Linked DNA regions of Mus musculus: region 2 is linked to region 1. The links are chromatin contacts, called in public HiChIP or PLAC-seq maps. All regions are on one chromosome and are shown on one strand. Each heading gives the region's core, a stretch centred on a gene start, on an enhancer-like site or on the middle of the called end of the contact. The rest is flanking DNA. Distances are from core to core; before and after follow the strand shown. Region 1 has its middle 23 kb from the start of Mir3067. Region 2 holds the start of Med6 (mediator complex subunit 6).

Evidence for each region. HiChIP or PLAC-seq counts read pairs in DNA pulled down with a chosen protein or histone mark.
Region 2: a contact with region 1 is called in an H3K27ac HiChIP or PLAC-seq map of hepatocytes, with 9 times the contacts expected there. The contact joins the promoter of Med6 here to the enhancer-like site in region 1. A contact is called at or near these places in 3 of 484 Hi-C or Micro-C datasets (cerebellum, embryonic stem cells and muscle stem cells) and 3 of 115 datasets of contacts at active chromatin or transcription factors (extraembryonic endoderm stem cells, hepatocytes and intestinal villus epithelium).

Annotation. Positions count from the first base shown.
Region 1 is chr12:81,187,992-81,191,281 of GRCm38.p6, reverse strand. No RefSeq gene overlaps it. Among named protein-coding and RNA genes, the nearest start is that of Mir3067, 23 kb to the right of the region's middle. Within about 2 kb of position 1,546, at least 8 of the 459 cell types and tissues checked have an H3K27ac peak or open chromatin away from gene starts, as enhancers often do. A contact at or near this core is called in extraembryonic endoderm stem cells and hepatocytes, where this site is marked.
Region 2 is chr12:81,593,480-81,596,769 of GRCm38.p6, reverse strand. It overlaps Med6 (mediator complex subunit 6), which reads left to right and starts at 1,762. Exons shown (of 8, transcript NM_001347384.1): 1 at 1,762-1,830. The coding sequence starts at 1,809.

The DNA of each region.
Region 1 (3,290 bases), core at 297-2,796:
GCTTACTAGCTTGCTCCTCATGGCTTGCTCAGCCCACTCTCTTATAGAACCTAGGACCACCAGCCCAAGGATGGCACCATCCACAATAGGCTGGGCCCTCCTCCATGAATCACTAATTAAGAAAATACCCTATAACTGGGTCTTATGGGGGCTTTTTTTTCTCTCTCTCAATTGAGATTCCCTCCTTTCAGATGACTCTAGCTTGTGTCAAATTAACATAAAACTAGCCAGGACAGAGGGTCATTCCTGAGCAGTGCTAGAGCACGACACTGTCCAGGTCTAAATGGAGCTGGTTGGCACACTGCACAGAGGCATTTTGAATTAAGCTCAAAGAGTGTCTCAGACAGAGGGAATACAGCTGCAGATATAATCAGTTACCATGAGCATCTTAGCCAAGTGTTTATGTAACCTACAGATGCATTCTTGACCTGACTAAGCTGTTCCCTCTGTATCTCTTTGACTTGATGATGGGGTGCTGTTGTGCAAGTTCAGCCTTATAGCTTGTTGGGGAAGGTACAAAGTTCCACATGGGTAATTTAAATAGCCCGATTTCAGTCCTTCCCCACCAATGTCCTTACAACTCCCCAAAGTATTGTATTATATACTGAGTGCTGTAGTCATACTGCCTTTCGGTTTCCATCTATGTCCCTGTCTTCTCCAGAGCTATAGGAGAAACATTCTAAAAGCAGTGGGACCACCAGCTCGTCACAAGTCACAGCTGCAAGTTTGTCACCTCGTGTTCCAGCTGGACTCCATGCTGCTGCTGCCACCACCACCACCACCAACAACATGCAGCAGAGTTGGTGGCCAGCCTCGTCTACACACTGAAGGGGCATGGGGGTGAAGAGCTAAGACAAGAAACAGCTGAAGATCAGCCTGCCTTTCCAGTTTTGGGCAGGGCTTCAGTGAGCGAAGTTCCATGAATGGAAACCCTATCAGAGAGTCAGGCTGCAGCCGCAATAGAAAAGCAGAAGCAGGGGCCCTAGATCAAAATGGACATGGATACCATGAATACATGGTATATTCACATGGGAAGATATAGAAAGGTCACACCAAAACTGAACTGGCCGAATCAATGAGGAAGGATTAAACAATGGGGAGGTTTACTCCAGGACCTGACATGTGCTCCATATAAGCTCTAACAGAGGGCCCCTAGTACAATGGGAAATAGAATAAGCATTAAACTGAGATGTGGCTACAATAAACACAGAAGGATACTGCTCAGAGACCCTCATGGCTTCTCTCCTTTTTCCTCCTTCTGACTCCATCATGAAGAACAGTTATAAACCAGTGGAGTGACTTGGAGCCAGACCACTGTTCCACTGTGTTGTAACAGTCATGGACCAAGACACTGTGCTAGGGCAGAGAGGGGAGGGAGACTAAAGCAAGTTGCATATTGAGTTGCATGATTGATTGGAACTGAGCTTGTGAAACAGCCTTGACTCTCATTAATGGAAGATGATTCAATAGGGCATGGGTCAAACTAATGATTACAGAAGTCACAAGGTTCTCACATGCATAGCACAGGGCACTGGGATGTCTCAGCCAGCTATTCTCCTCCAATGTTACCTGAACCTGCTCTTTCCCCTCCAACTTCTCTTCTCCTGCCCACACTGTGAGGGTGGCAGCGTTCCTACAGGGCATCCGATACAGTCTCTAGGTGGGGTGCTGACTTCTCACAGAAGGGAAACTGGTATTCACCTCCCCACTTTGCTGAGCAAGGGGAATGGTGGTTGTTATGAACATGCCACATTTGTCAGAAGCCATGGGCAAAATGCATTGCACAAAATGGAATAAGCAAGTTTCTTTACTCTTAGACAGTACACACACTGCCCAGTTAAAATCACACTAAGATAATCTACATCATAATAGTCGAGAGTTTTTACAAAATACTCCTGATTCTATTTCTTCACTGTTGTATAGTCGGGTGGGGCCGTGTGACCCCTTTAGTCACTGGAACATGAGCAATATGACTGTGGGGCTTAGTTTTTGTCAACATGATACAAACCTAGGACATATCTAGGCAGAAGGAATGTCAACTGAGTTATTGCCTCCATAAGTTTGGCAATCCCGGGGGAGCATTGTCTTGATTGACGATCAATGTAGGAGGACCCAGGCCACTGTGGGCAGTGCCACTTTCATTGGCAGATGGCCCTGGGTTGTATATGAAAAGTAACTGAGCAAACCAGGGGAGAGAGCCAGTGAGCAGTGTTCCCCCATTTTTGCCTCTTCTCCTGCTTCCAGCTCTTGTCCCCAATTCCCTTTGTGATAGACTCTATTTGGAACATGTAATCCAGATAAATTCTTTCCTCCCCAAGTTGGTAATATATTTCATTCTGAATAGGCACCAGAGTGCAATTTACCACATTTCTCTTTCTTTGCTTCCATAATCAAGAGGGAAGGAGTCTTCCTTGACATGGATCCCTAATAAGGACAGTACAAAGAAGTGCCCCAGCTGACACTAAGTCTAGGTTATCTCTTTGTGTTTTAGCCACCGAAGTCATGAGGGGTGAACTGTATTGCAGCTCATCCTGGTCTCTCCTGATTGAGTTATATCAGCAGTGTGATACCTGTTTACTACCTTGTAGACAGGCAGTACCCCCGTGCATAGCACTCCCTTGTATCAAGTGTGCAGATTACTAAAAGATAGCCTTGAGTTTGGGAACAGGCTCCGCTTACCACATACAGGATCATCAACCATTAACTAGAATCAATAGTCCTGTTAAGAGGATCTGGACAAAGGGTTTTCCTGGAATCTATCCTATTAAGGAGGAGATGGTGCAGAGCAAAGGGAGTGCTAAGGTCACATTGTTAAGGTGGCTGCCAGATGTAGAAGTAGCACACAGAAAGGATTGTTCAGGTTGATCTGTCCTTTGTTGATGAGAAATGACAAGAGACCACTGGCTGGCTTACCCAGCAAAGGAAGTATTAGACAGGATGTGACCAAAGTTAGGGCTTTTTTAGTTTAAAAAAAAAAAGTTGCAGAAGACATACAGATCTGTGGTGAAGGGTTGAAGGTCTTGGTGGTACTTCATGAAAGATCTAACTTCTCATTCCCCTGCTTGTTCAGCAAAAACAGGTCAAGCCTCCTGGGAAAGATTTGAACCTCATTAATGGGATAGCCATGATCTTACAGATCAGTTAGAAGCTTTGGAGATACTTGGCCAGAAAGATAACTTAGCTACCTCTCTGCATTGTTTGTTATTTTGATTTTGTGTGTTTGTCTGTCGGTCTGTCTATCCATCTACCCATCTATCTTTCCTCAAAGGTGTTGTGGCTGTGTTTCACCC
Region 2 (3,290 bases), core at 513-3,012, 410 kb before region 1:
GTGTTGCCACAGCCTTTCCTAATCTTCTAAAGACATAAGGAAACAAGATCAGTGAAACAAAACCCAAAAGCTTGCCTTTTCCTGCTGAAACTATCCGAATAAAAACAAAGAAACAAACCAAACAGAAAAGCAGAGCAGTTTGGACACACTTCTTTGTCATTTCCGGTATAAAATCCTAGTTCACAAATTGAAGTGAACAAGAAATATGTTTTCTCTGGATGTGGTGGCCCACACCTTTAATACCAGCACTTGAGAGGCGGAGGCAAGTAGATCTCTGTGAGTTCAAGGCCAGCTTGGTAGCCTAGTCAGCAAACCAAGTTCCAGGACAGCTAAAAAATCTTGTCTTGAAAACCAACGTGTGTGTGTGTGTGTGTGTGTGTGTGTGTGTGTGTGTGTGTGTGATGTATTTATTATGCTGAGAATTTAAAATGTGGAATTCTTTGATCTGTGAGTCGAAAAGTCCCAGTTAAATTAATGGTTCTCCTGCCTTGTTTGTGGATTCTGGTTACATGCTGGGGGAGCCTAGGTAGTCCTTAGTTTTGTGAATTTAGGTTCCTTCCTTCAGGTTTTGGGGTTCTCCTCTCAGTTTCTGTATCTTGTTTGTAAGCATCTCCATCATTTTGCTTTTAGAAAACCACACTAGAGACAGAACGTTCTGTTGTGGGTTTCTATGGCTTCCTCACATCACAGAATTGTTCCCTGCCTTCAAGTGTTTAGACACTACTCAAGGAATTCCTCTTCTCTCTCTCTCTCTCTCTTTTTTGTTGTTGTTTTTTCGTTCCTTTTCTCTCATTTAAAAATTTTATTTATTGATTTATTTATTTATTGATTTATTTATTTATTTATTTATTTATTTATTTATTTATTTATTTATTTATTTATTTTGAGACAGGGTTTCTCTGTATAGCCCTGGCTGTCCTGGAACTCACTTTGTAGACCAGGCTGGGATTAAAGGCATGCGCCACCACGCCCAGTTCCTTTTCTCTTTTTAATCTTGTTAATAATTCACCCCTGAATTCCCTTCCTATCTCTTGAAATTTAGTCATAAAATGCTACAGGTTTTTAACTGGTTTAGGTTTTTAGTTGGTTCAATAACAGGAATAACAAAGTCTCTTGATTTTCTCTGCTTGAGATAAGGTGAAAAACGGAGCTCCTAAGTCTAACAGTTTGTTTTTATACTCATGAGGTTTTTAAAAATACTGTCTCTGTGTGTAGTCCAGGCTGGCCCCAAATTTGTTATGCACTTGGCTCTGCCTCCTGAGAGATGGGATTACAAGTGAAAGCCTTGGTTTAGAGAATTTTAGAATGTTAGTAGTGAGCACGAGGCAGCGCTCTGTTTAACCTCTTTACTTGTAAATGAAATTACTTTCCCCACTGTTTGGGCCTAACGCTTTGCTTATTTTTTGTTTGTTTGTTTTGTTCTGGCTCTGTTACTACAACCTCTGCCAGCTGCAGTTTGGCATCTAAGCGAGGGGGTCATTCTTTATCTTCTTACTCCACAGGTCTACAGGCCCCGCCTTCCCTGCGCCATCCTTCTGCGTGTCCCAATCCCCTCCCCTCCCCGCCGCCACCCTGTGACACGCCTTCTTCTTTCCCGCCCGTGTCCAACGACCAAAGCTCAACCCGGCTCCACCCACTTTAGGTCTCATCCCCGCCCCCAAACACTTTTTTTTTTTCCTGCCGCCGCGCTCCGCGTGAATACTTTTGACCTCCCCGCTAACCGTACGGCCGGCAGCCTCCGCTTCCGTCGCGGTAGTCATCGCCTTTACTGTGCGCCGGAAGGAGGCTCTTATAGCGCTTTTGGAATTATGGCGGCGGTGGATATCCGAGGTAATTAATTTTATGCTCCCCTTACCAGATTGTGGTTTACTGGGGTTTCATAGCTTGCGGAAGTCAGCGTTACCCTCTTTTGTGAGGTCTCTCAAGTTCTTCTGAGTGGCTCCTGGATACCCTAAGGCTCTAATCTAACGAAAAGGGGTCGCGCTTTCCCGTTTTCTGACGAGTCTCTTTAAAAGGGTAGATGCGGAAAAACTAGAAACAATTTAGGGGTTTCTCTCACAATGCTGGGCGTTATGTCGGGGCGAAGGGATAGCTTTTCGGAAGAGAGAAGTGGAATAAGATAAGGGCTGATCCCACCTTATGGGTCCCCGGACAGAAATCCCCGTCTTCTTATTAATAATTTTAAATTTTAGCCTATAATACCTTTCACTTATCATTCATTCAGTGGTTGCCTTCGGCAAGCTGAGCAGTAGAGGTATATTTTCATTGAGTAAGAATAAATAAATGAATGGAGACTCAACCTCTTACTAGCTTCTTGGTCGGGTAGCATTTTGTTTAGCAGTTTGTTTTTGCTTGTGTATATTTCATTCTTCCTCTTGGCAATTTCATACATGTACATAGTGGATTGCTTATTACTTAGATTTGTTAGCGTAATTGTAATGTGTCTGGTGTTTAGAGGAATGGCAGAGAAGCTGGCATAGGGAGGAGATGTAGAAGAGAAGATCTGGAAAGATAAATGTGAGAGAACAGTCAACAGGGACGGCATATTCTGACTTTGTCTTTTTTTTTTTTCATTTACGCATTTCTTTACTAGATCATTTTAGCTGCTGACAGTAGTGTAAAAGTCAGGGATAGAATTAGAAACAAAAAAAGGAAAACAAAACGAAACCAGGGCTTTTCTGGGATGGACAGAAATTAGAGGTAGCTTGGAAGAGTGATGACTGCATTAGTGAGAAGGTTAAATCTGCTTGGTTTTTGGTATATTCTGTTTATGAAGTGATCACAACTTACCTTTTATTTTCAGACTTGACTTTTCATTTCAGTTTTTGTAGATGAATGTCCATGGATACATGAGGCTGTTTAAATTGATTGAGATCTGTGAATAATAAAGTAAGTCATACTTGCCTTGACCTTCAGGCATGGATTGGAAGCATTTAGTGATTATTATGCTCATTCCTGATGAATAAAAACTCACAATTTAGTGGGAGCAGATTATCTGTGATTCTGGTTATGGAATAAGAATTAGTAATAAGGGGGCTAGAGAGATGGCTTAGCGGGTTAAGAGTACTGATTGCTCTTCAGAGATCCTGAGTTCAAATTCCACCAACCACATGGTGGCTCACAACCATCTGTAATGGGATCTGATGCCCTTTTCTGGTCTGTCTGAAGATAGCCACAGTGTACTTGCAATTATAAAATAAATTAATTTAAAAAAAGAATTAGTAATAAAAGTATATAAATTTGCCATGAGAACAGAGAAAATGCCACCATTACTACTGTAACAGTTATTG